3 separate regions of the Mus musculus genome follow, and all the other regions are linked to region 3. Evidence: chromatin contacts called from public HiChIP or PLAC-seq data. All regions are on one chromosome and are shown on one strand. The core of a region is the stretch at or near the end of the contact, and the rest is flanking DNA. Distances in the headings are between cores, read along the strand shown. Region 1 has its middle 26 kb from the start of Heatr1. Region 2 holds the start of Actn2 (actinin alpha 2). Region 3 overlaps Mtr (5-methyltetrahydrofolate-homocysteine methyltransferase).

What was found. HiChIP or PLAC-seq counts read pairs in DNA pulled down with a chosen protein or histone mark.
Region 1: an H3K27ac HiChIP or PLAC-seq map of heart atrium shows a contact between it and region 3, with 7 read pairs. The contact joins two enhancer-like sites. A contact is called at or near these places in 5 of 484 Hi-C or Micro-C datasets (the STO cell line, Th2 cells, cerebellar granule neurons and 2 more), 3 of 115 datasets of contacts at active chromatin or transcription factors (embryonic stem cells, heart atrium and microglia) and 2 of 9 other capture datasets (adipose tissue and liver).
Region 2: an H3K27ac HiChIP or PLAC-seq map of heart atrium shows a contact between it and region 3, with 8 read pairs. The contact joins the promoter of Actn2 here to the enhancer-like site in region 3. A contact is called at or near these places in 3 of 484 Hi-C or Micro-C datasets (Th1 cells, embryonic stem cells and uterus), 2 of 115 datasets of contacts at active chromatin or transcription factors (embryonic stem cells and heart atrium) and 3 of 9 other capture datasets (adipose tissue, liver and pancreatic islet).

The regions. Positions count from the first base shown.
Region 1 is chr13:12,367,307-12,371,057 of GRCm38.p6, reverse strand. No RefSeq gene overlaps it. Among named protein-coding and RNA genes, the nearest start is that of Heatr1, 26 kb to the left of the region's middle. Within about 2 kb of position 1,732, at least 43 of the 459 cell types and tissues checked have an H3K27ac peak or open chromatin away from gene starts, as enhancers often do. A contact at or near this core is called in heart atrium, where this site is marked.
Region 2 is chr13:12,338,951-12,342,591 of GRCm38.p6, reverse strand. It overlaps Actn2 (actinin alpha 2), which reads left to right and starts at 1,860. Exons shown (of 21, transcript NM_033268.4): 1 at 1,860-2,217. The coding sequence starts at 2,092.
Region 3 is chr13:12,209,254-12,212,960 of GRCm38.p6, reverse strand. Mtr (5-methyltetrahydrofolate-homocysteine methyltransferase) reads left to right here. Exons shown (of 33, transcript NM_001081128.3): 21 at 183-290; 22 at 473-573. Among named protein-coding and RNA genes, the nearest start is that of Gm10336, 25 kb to the right of the region's middle. Within about 2 kb of position 1,665, at least 14 of the 459 cell types and tissues checked have an H3K27ac peak or open chromatin away from gene starts, as enhancers often do. A contact at or near this core is called in heart atrium, where this site is marked.

The DNA.
Region 1 (3,751 bases), core at 483-2,982, 160 kb before region 3:
CTGGCTATTATAAATAAGGCTGCTATGAACATAGTGGAGCACGTGTTCTTATTACCAGTTGGAACATCTGGATATATGCCCAGGAGAGGTATTGCTGGATCCTCCGGTAGTACTATGTCCAATTTTCTGAGGAACCGCCAGACTGATTTCCAGAGTGGTTGTACAAGAAGCTAGTTCTCTTAACCACTGAGCCATCTCCGCATCCCCTAGTTGTTTGTTATATTAACAACTAATGTCTGCCTATTAAAGAGAAGGTGCTAGACCCCTACCTTGGTTCGCAGAATTCTAGGAGGAAATGGTGCTAGTAGAATGCTATTGTGTGTCTTCCATAAAAACAGTTCATGTAGGAATCCCTTTATGTTTTCCCCTCTTCCGCAAGACAAGCCTGCAAATACTCATGTGTTTGACTGCATGAGGTGACTCTTGATGTGTACCCTCTCACTCACGTAGTCACTCTCATATGAGCCTTCTTTGGAAAGATTTCAGGTCTATGTTAGTAGTGAACTATGACAATGGACATACGTTGGCTCGTTGGCTGTGTGCAAATGTTCACGACAAGCATAGGTAGCTGTGCTGTGTTGGACAAGTTTGCCAGAACAAATTCACCCTTTAAATGCATAAGCATTCTCCCCCCCCCCCAAAAGCATATTTGCTACATCAAATGTTGTTGATGCAAGCATTACTTCACTTTCCCCATGATGAGGCTTGCTAGAAAGGACACCCCAAGCAGAGAATCTCACACGATTTCCCAGCATCCTCAGCACATGACATCAGCATATGCATTCAGGCCATTCTCTTCAGCTTATATAGCCCGGGCCACCGGCATCATCTGAGGTTACAATGTCACTCAGGTGGCTCACGTCACCACTTTCCATTCCCTCCCACTGCTGCAGTCTCATTTTAGCCTCGGGGATCACGAGGCATGGAGTGTCCAGAATGTCACTTGTGGAGATAACATTACTGTTTGCCCCTACTGTCCAGTGACCGTGCTCCAGCACCAAGCATCACGTGCTGTGCGTGTGACTAGAGAGGAGGATGTAAGCAGAGGGCTTTGCTTGGGGCTGATGTGGCCAACAGAAAATGCAAACAAGGCAGTTTCTTGCGCTCAGCGGCAAACTTGGCATATGTGGCTGTCCCTGCAACAAATGACAATAGTATTTAGATACTCAATTTCCAAGCATTAGGAGGTCTGGTGCTTGGAGTTCTCACCCGCTGAGTGGCGGAAGCTGGAATGGCAACTCCCACTTTCCCCCCAGGAACATCTCTCAAGGACTACCACTTCCATTTCATGGCTTTTCGGTTTCAGCCTCATAAACCTCCCCTCAGAGGGAAATACAAAAATAGAATCAGAGAGACAAGGAGAGAAGGCAGGGCAACAGAATGCTTCTTCAGAGCCCCATGGACTGTTTGGAATTTCCTTTCTCAATAATCCACAGGATCATCAAAAATAGGGTCTGTCTGCTTTCCACAGCTCTGCAAAGTTCTAGGTCTGGACCCTCCTAACTCAGCCATGCCGCTGGGGTGGTGGGGAGGGCCCACTGGGCAGGGGTCGCTTGCAAGCACAGCTGCTCCTAAGCTCAGGAGCTTAGCCTTGCCAGCCGTGAGCTGTTGCCAGGTTTCTGGAGTGTTAGAATAGTAAACAGTTGTTTCTCAGAAACAGAGATAGGGTGATCCGCAGCCTCACATGCTAAATTTAAATTTCATTACGCTCTTTCCTAACAACAGGGATCAGGGCTTTTCAAGCAGGGTGGGGTGGAGGGAGCTGTAGCTCTAGAGGGTTGGAAGAAGGAACCACTAGGTGATTCAGTTTCGCCAAATCCCAAAGGATGCTTTGCTCATGTGCTCACTGTGTCCCTGACATTTTGAGAGGAGCCTAGAGGCTCTCAGGGAAAAAATCAGACTGGGAGGTGTCACAAGTTCTTGGCCATTAGCCCCGGTGCTGCCCCTTGTGAACTTTCTCACAGTTAGCAGGAAGCAGCCAAAGGGCTGAGAATAAAGCCGAATAAAGTGCACATAATTAAACGCTGACAAGAGCCCGGCTGTAAACTCCGATGTCATCAGCCATGTCATCAGAACAGCGATGGCTAAGGAGATGAAAGGGACTGGAGGGGCTGCAGACATGGCTCCATCAGTAAAGTCTCTGTCACACAAGGGCAAAGTCCTGAGTTCAATCTCTAGAACCCACATAAAAGTCATGGTACACATCTGCAATCCTAGCTCTGGGAAGAGGGGAGACAAGGGGATCCCCAGAGTCTGTTGGCCAGCCAGTCTAGCTAATTGGGGAACTCCAGGCTCAAGGAGAGTAAAGTAGTGATCAACCAAAGAAGATAACAGATGTCAAACTTGGCCTCCATACGCATGTGTATACATATCTGTGCACACAAAGTCAACTGTAAATATACACACAAACACTACCCACACATACACACAAAAAATAAAGTGATTGTGGTAGTTTAAATATGGCTGACCCACACAGTGGCACTATTAGGAAGTGTGGCCTTGTTGGAGGAAGTGTGTTATCATGGGTGTGGGCTTTAAGACCCCCATCCTAGCTGCCTAGAACTCAGTCTTGTCCTGTTTGATTTTGTAACAAGATGTAGAACTTCCAGCTCCTCCACCATACCTGCCTGGATTCTACCAAGCTCTAGCCTTGATGATAATGGACTGAACCTCTGAACTGGTAAGCCAGCCCCAATTAAATGTTGTCCTTATAAGAGTTGCCTTGGTGTCTGTTCACAGCAGTAAAATCCTAAATAAGACAAAGTTGATACCAGGGACTGAGATGTTGCCGTGATATGCCTGGCCAGGTTTTTGTTTGGAAGAATGTGGATTTGGACCGCAGTGGAATTCATTAAGTTGGGCTAAATGAGCCATCCTAGTAAGAATATGGAAGCCTGTTGCTGTGAGTGATTTGAACTGTGCAGACCTGGTCCAAGAAGTTTCAGTGGAGAAGAATTTCAATATGTGGCATAGAGATTGTTTTTGTAATATTTTGGTGAAGAATGTGGCTGCTTTTGGCCCTTGTCTGAAGAGTCTACATGAGACTAAGGTGAAGAGATTTGTATTAATTGCATTGACAAAAGAAGTCTCAGCAGACTTTGTTCCCTGGTTAAGTCTCATGAAGAGTATTTTCAACAAGTGTAGCAAAGTTTAGAAAGGAAAAATATAAAATATATGGTTTGAGTATCAAGGGGGCACCAGGAAGTGAAATGGAGCTGAATCCTGAGTTCAAGGATATTAAATCGAATGAAGGGAGTAGTGACCTTGGGGCAAGATTCCATCCAGCTAAATTCAGGCCCAGGCTTGGTACTCTAAGTCTTTAATCCCAGGAGGTAACAGCAAGAAAGTTTCTGAGTTCAAGGCCTGGCTGGTCCAGAGCAAGTTCCAAGTACAGAAAAATTTAAACCCAGGCGCAGTGGACCACACCTTTAATCCCAGTGCGTAGGAGGCTGGTATACACATCTCTGAGTTCACAGTCAGTCTACAGAGCAAGTTCTAAGGCCAGGCAAGCTTAGGTAGTAAAGGGATTGAAAAACAGAAAGTTGGTGCTAATGAAATATAACAAAGGGGTGATGTTCTAGCCCCAGTAAGCAGCAGAACTCAGCAGCTTTGGTCATTTGGCTCTGGTTTTATATTCAAGAGGAGAATGAGACTACTGGGACAATTGGTGCTGGTTAGCTGAAGCTAAGAAATTAGTGGTGATGAAGAAGAGATCAGCATCACTGAGGTGAAATCTTCTGGGAAGTGTTTT
Region 2 (3,641 bases), core at 611-3,110, 130 kb before region 3:
TCTATTCTCCCACTGCCCTCCCTCCCAGTTTAGGAAGTCCGATGAACTGTGTCTGTGTTCCCTTGAAAACTGTCCTTTCCCTGGGCAGGAAATTTATGCTATCACAGCTTTAATGGTTGTTTGTTTCCTGCCTTTTGGTGATCGTTGTAGTTCCTTGACAGAGAGAAAGCCTTGAGCGCTGCCTCTGCTTCCATGGTTCTTCACCCAGATGTTGACTTTTTGTATCATGGCTCTTTTTTTTTCTTTTGATCTGGAATCTGAAGTCTGCGGTTAATTTCCAAAGACAAGCACTGTAGTACTTTGATAAACTTGTTCAAAGAGTTGGTTTTAATCTAAAGAGAACTTTAAAATGTAAAATACGAAACCCCAGTTTTGATCTTCAGCATCACATATACCAGATGTAGTGGTACATGTCTGTGATCCCAGCATTCAGGAGTTCAAGAATATCATTGGCTATGCAGCCCATTCTAGACTAACCTGGCATTAGTAATGATGGCGTTACTGAGGAGAACAACCAACAATAGGCAAAAGCTAAGCTTGCCTGTGGTGAGAATTAAAAGAAAAAAAAAACCAGTAATACATTGCATTTGTTGATTGTGTGAGTTTTTCTGCAAAAAACAGTAGATGTTGAAAGAATTTGGCGATTCTAAGTCTACACAGTTTCTCTTGCAACCTGGCTGCAGATTGGTAGCCTTGCGCCACAAATAGTACTGTAGCACCTGCTGGCAGCGGTTACTAAATTGGGATATAAACTTAACTGGGGGGACCCTATCCTCTCAGATGTTTTGGGCACCTAATGCTGTATTCAGCTTATAGCAGGTGGTTGTTACAGGATTGACTTGAAATTTCAGCCCTCTGCTCCCATGGCTCTGGCTTTACTTCCTTGGGTGACATAATTTCTAGGGACGGCTAAGCAGGTCTGGTGAGAGCAGAAGTGCAGCACTGCGGGGAGAAACGGAAATGTAAGGAGAAACTGGCCACCGGCCTGTCATTGTCAGTTCTCTGAATTTATGGCTGGCAGGTGAGTACTAGACGCTTCCTGCTTTGGCTTGGTTACTGACATTTTGATACATTTGGTTTAAGTTACATGCCTTGAGTCCTTCAGGTGAGGGCGAGAAGCCAAGAAAGAGGGTATTCAGGGGTTTTTAAACGGAGGGAGAAAGAATGGAATGGGAGAGAAGACTGAGGATTAAGAGAGGGAACGATGAATAAAGAGAGGACAAAGAAGGAGGGAGACACTTTAGAAGAACTGAAAGAAGGGAAGGAGGAAGGAGGTGAACAGGGAGTAGAGGAGAGGTGGAGAGGCAGAGAGGCAGAGAACTGAAGAGGAGGAAAAGAGGAGAAAAGAAAGACAAATAGAAAAAGAGGAGGAGTGGGCAGGAGAAGGAGGAGGGGAGGGGAAAGGGGCGGAGGAGTGTGTGTGTGTGTGTGTGTGTGTGTGAGAGAGAGAGAGAGAGAGAGAGAGAGAGAGAGAGGTGGGAGTGGAAGTGGGAGTGGGGGAGGAAAAGGAGGGATGAGGGAGATTTTTCAGCTAGCTTGTGGACACACGGGAAACATGACTTTGCAGCGGGTCTTTGGAACCCTTGTGTGTGCTGTGAGAGGTGGGACCGGATCCATATGTGTCCTCTCCCTAGTTCTAAGCTTCCAACCCTCCCTACTTTCCTCTGGGTTGCTGTCCGAGGTGCCCCTAGGTCATCCCTGGAAGCCAGCAGAGAGCAGGGGTGGGCGGAGTCAAGGCAGTGGAACCTGAGCGGGGCTCTCCAGCCAGCCAACCACACGTGTTGGAGACGGGGAGTGGGTGGGGCCGGCAGCACGTGACTCTCAGCGGGCTATTAATCCGCGCGGCGCTGCCTGCAGGCGTGCTGGTACTTCGCCGGAGACTCCGCGCCCAGGCGTGCCGCCCCAGGAACCGCGAGAAGGTCACCGCAGCCCGCCGCCTTTCCATCCATCCATCCATCCATCCATCCATCCATCCATCCATCCATCCATTCATCCATCCATCCATCCATCCATCCATCCATCCATTTCTCCGTCCGTCTGTCCATCCCTTGCGCTGTGCTCGCTCCCCAGCCGCCCCAGCCACCCAGCGCCATGAATCAGATAGAGCCCGGCGTGCAGTACAACTATGTCTACGACGAAGATGAGTATATGATCCAGGAGGAGGAGTGGGACCGCGACCTGCTCCTCGACCCGGCCTGGGAGAAGCAGCAGAGGAAGGTCAGCAGGGTCCCTCACGCATGTCTGTGCCTGGGTCGTTGTGGGGTGGGGGCGTCTCCGGCTGTGACCACTAGAAGAGGCCCCCTGGTGGAGGCTCTTGTTCCCCCAGCCTCCCACCGCACCATCAGAAAGGACAGCACACCCAGAGATAGGCAGGACACCTGGTGTGTGTGTGTGTGTGTGTGTGTATAAAAGTTAACATAAGTTGGAAAACGAATGATGTTCAAAAGACTGTTAGACTAGAATCTGAGAGTCTCAGCTCTCCTTTTGCCATGACCTTGCCCTAAAGTTATTTTGTGACAGACCCTGCTGTCTTCATTTGCCCCAAGACTGTCTCCTCACTAAGACACAAAATGAAAACCCACTCTATCTCAACTTTCCTAGGTCTGGCCCAAAGATAATTCGAAAACTACTTATTAAACATGTTAGGCTCCTTAGAGAGGGATGCTGTAGAACCCTAGACATTCACCTACAAAGTAAAAATTATTTCACACTCTATTTATAGTTCATTGAGGTAAGCACACAGGGATGAAGGAGACAGCCAGCTTCCAAGAGCTCCCTCCCCATCTTGGTGCTCTATGGGGCCTAATGGAACATTCCATTATTCAGGGTTTCTTCTTGATCCTCTTGGCTAAAACAAATAGGGGTGCTCACCAGGAGGCTAAGTTCCACCTCTGTTTGACTGGGCACAGAGCCTGGGTGGTTAGGCAAGTCAACAGACTAACTCAACATTCTGACAAAAGCCAGTTCCCCAAGCCAGTGCCTCATGCCTTATCTTCTTACTTTTTCTGGGCATGAGCAAGGTGGATTTCCCTTCTAAGAGCCTACTGTTAGGTGGATGCTAAGTGTGAGTGTCAGTGTGCATGGGAGTTTCCATAGCTGCTCCTTTGAGTGATTGTGTGTCAGTAAGTGTATAATGTTGGAAATCTATGGTGATGTTAACAAGAAAGAAAAAGGCTTCATGCTTGCATTCATTATCAAATAACCACGCACTACTTTTATATAGTATTTCTCTTTTCTTGTCTACTCTCTCTTAAATTCTCAGTAGCAGCTCTGTCCCTGCTGTTGCTATAACCCTCTGATGATGCTACTTTTCCACCCCCACCTTGCTTCCCGAGATGTCTGCCATCACTACCTTTCTTGGGAACAAGGGATGGAGACTGATACATTTAGAAATAGAGTCTAATTAAAGGGCTTACCAAGAGGGATGCCCATGGCCCTGAGGGTTACACTTGTGCCATCTGGATGTAACCACTTGGTAAGAAGTTGAAGAGTGGTTTTAATTACAGCAATGAGTGTCTCATTTCTTTTTAAACATTTTTTCAACAAGTTTGATTACTTTTTTTTCATGGATTAAAAAAGATCTCTGCTTCTGTGTTTTTGCTTTGAAGATTGTTCATTTCTTATGGAAAACAATAATAAGA
Region 3 (3,707 bases), core at 416-2,915:
TCTGTTTGGTTTTCCTCTGCTGCTGTCATTTATTGTCACTCCCTACCTTATCCTTATCCTGCTCACTCTAGAAATCTGGGAAGGTCAAATCAGACATTCTTAAGTTGTCCTGAAGCTTCATGGGTCAGCATCGGCAGCCATGTGATAGTTTGCTAATGATGCCCAACTCTGCTTTTTCCCAGGTTATAAAGTCAGCCCGTGTCATGAAGAAGGCTGTTGGCCACCTTATCCCTTTCATGGAAAAAGAAAGAGAAGAAGCCAGATTGATTAATGGTTCGGTTGAAGAAGAGGCAAGTCATTTAGTCCAGGCCTGGAAAGCTTGTTTTTCTGAGGTTGGGAACCTCATCAGTAAAGCGTTGATGTAAGGCGTCACCAGGGACGACCGTCTGGGTCTCAGGAGCCACCCAGGCGCTGGCCGGGGAAATTCCCTGGTGACCCCTTATGTATGCTCACTGCTTGCCTCACGTTGCAGGACCCTTACCAAGGCACCATTGTGCTGGCCACTGTTAAAGGGGACGTGCATGACATCGGCAAGAACATAGTTGGCGTGGTGCTGGCCTGTAACAATTTCAGGTAAGCGGGGATCGGCTTCTTCCAGTTCCTTCATGGCCTTTTACTGGCTGAAAGGGCTGGGGTAAGGGATGCCCATGGATGAAGTGGGTTTTGGTGTTTTGTTTTGTTTTGTTTTGTTTTGTTTTGTTTTGTTTTTAGGTTCATAATTATGTGTCTCTTACGTATGTGTTAAAGGACATAGAGAATGGGAAGTAATCTCTAGGGGTCAGGCAGCCAGGAGCCTTCTTGAGAATCTGTGGTGGACATAGTCTCTAAGGCTCCTCCGGCTTCTCATGGCTCACATGTACCCTTTCCCACCCAACGAACTGCTGGGGTCTAGACTGGGTTCTTAGGGGAGTTGGTACCATGGACTCTGTAGGAAAGCTTTGTCGTCGCTAGTCTCGCTGCTGTGTCTCTTGGTGATTGTACTAGGGTTCTCTGAGCGGCAGAACTGGCAGAGCTAATGTATGTGTAGTAGTGGGTTTATTCGCGAGGCTAACAGGCTGTGGTGCAAGTAGTGCAGCAGTGATTTCCTGACAGGAAGGCCAGGATCCAGGAGTCAGTGAGTGAGACTGGATGTAAGGAAGGTCTTTAGGACGGTCCAGCCAGGTCACAGCCCACTGTGGAATCCTAAAGAAGTAGAGCGAGGGAACGTTTACAGACAGCAAACGCTTCCTTCTTCTGTGTCCTTCTGTGTGGGCTGCCACTAAGAAAGGGTGGCCAGATTGACCTCAGGTGATCTAGCCAATAAGAATCTCTCACAACCATTCCCAGCTACTTGGGTTTAGACACGTCCAAGTGTAGTCAAGTTGACAACCACGGTTAGCCATCACAGTGATGTTAAAGTAGCAGTTGGAATGATATATGCAGGTATAACCCCCTTTTGATAACTCAACAAAAGAATAAATATTCGTAACAAAGTTATTTCCAGATAAGCTAATGGCTTATATTAAGTTTACAGTTTCCCTGATTCACAATATGTTTCAATGAAAAAGCCACTAAAGCCTGCCCTGGTCCCAGTGTCCTGTCAGCAGTCCTTTGGAGTCATGACTGCTTTCCACTGTGCCTTCTCTCTCTCTGGCAGAGGAGCCCACTGGTGCTCTGGCTCTCATGTTCTGTCTGCTGCTGCCAGCCAGCAGTGAGCCTTCTCAGCCTCTCTCCTCTCACCACTTGACCTGTCCCTGCCTGGAACGCTGGTTGATTCCACTCAGGAATGCAGAGCTGGTTGTACCCAGAGGGCAGCTTTTCCCACGGCCAGTCTTCTACCTTTCCTTCCAGCCTTTGTCTTGAAGGCAGCTTTCTTTCCTAGCCTTGACAATCAGGGCTGCAGTTCCCTCCACCTACTTACTTTACTATTCGTTAGAGTGAAATACCAGCCTCTGTTCTTTGGGGGTCACTTACTTGCCAATATTATTTTGACCTGCATCAACTTTAAATGTACTGACTCATTAATATTCAGATTTTCCATTGAGAAGTAAGTTAGAATATTAAGACTGATTTTTGATCAGATAATTGCATGACAGTTGATTTTAGATATACTGTCTCAACTATGAAAAGACAGTTATGTACTTTCCCCATTTAACACGAGTTATATAAGAAAATTCGCCTATCAGATTTCCAGGAATTAATGTAAAAATGGGCTAGATGTGATGGCTCATGTATTTAACCCCATAGGTTTAAACCCCACTTAGTGCAGATGTGGGTAGATTAACATAGTAAGTTCCAGGCCAGCCTGGGCAAGCAACGAGCAGAAGCTTCCTTCTTTCGTGTCCTTTCCTGTAGGCTGCCACCAGAAAGTATGGCCCAGATTTAGGATGGGGTGGAGGGAGAAAAAGGGGGAGCAACAGTAATAGGCCCTGTGAGTACTACTCAACCTCAAGTGGAAGAAGGGGAAAAAAAAAAAAAAGACTCACAGCTGGGTGCTGGGCTAGTAGGATGCTGCCATCTAGTGGTAGGATATGTGAATTGCAGGGACAGCAGTCTGGAAGAGATAGCATTTGTACCCTTCCTTTTCCTTTTCCTGTCTCCACCTCTTTCTCCTATTTTTAGTTAACAAGGAATATATATTCCTAAGTTACATGTTTATAAAGCGTATTATGACATCGAAACACATGTGTACAACGTATACTGATCGAGCATTGTCGCCTTATGTATCCTTACTGAAGTGGGGGACTCACTGTTCTGGTTCTTCATAATGCACACTAGGTTGTGCACAGAGGCACCTGCCCCGCTGTGGAGCGTGAGAGCGTTTCTCCTGCATCCAGCTTTTTATTCCCCTCCTCCTCCTCACCCTGTTTACCTCTGTTAATTACTATTCAACTTTCTCATACTTCAGGGTCAACTTTCTTCACTTGAGAGAAAGATTGTATTTCTGTGTCTGGATTGTTTTACTTAACATAATGACCACCAGCTCCATTTGTTTTCCTGCAAATGAGAGAGTTCATTCTTTCTATGGCCAAGTAGTATTTTATTCCATGTGACTATGTATTTTCTTCACTTATTTATCCACTGATGGAGGCTTAAGTTACCCTGAGTATATGCACAATTTTACTTTTCTTTGTGATTTCTTCTGAAGAGGAAAATAACTAGTTTTGTCTCTTTATTTTCTAAATTCTTTGTAATCTAAAATAGTACTGGATACTATTAGTAACTCATGTTTTGTAACATTTTTTTCTGAGTTTGAATCAGATACAATGCATACCTAAAGCTCTCTTTTTCTCCCCCTTTCTTTTACACTTTTGAAACAGTGCGTATATGTGTTTTCATACGCGAGTGCTGTGGAAGTCAGGCGACAACTTGCTCAGGAGCTGGTTATGCCCACCATTCAAGTGCCAGGGATCCAACTCAGGATGTCAGGCTAGGTGGCAAATACCTTTCCCCACAGAGCCATCTTAGCAGCTATTAGAGCTCTATTCTAAACGCTTAGGAAGCACATTGTAAGATTAACAACTTTCTTCCCCCCTCTTCACTTTTTTTTTTCCACATAGGGTCTTACTGTGTAGTCCAGGGTGGCCTTGAACTTGAGACATGGGGTATCCACCACTTACAGTGAGCAAGAGGTAGTGAAGGATGTGGTGAGTGGGAGGGCACAAGGAGACGTTAGAGAGATTGGGTGGTAGGGGGATGGACACTTGAGGATTTTCAGCCAGTCATAA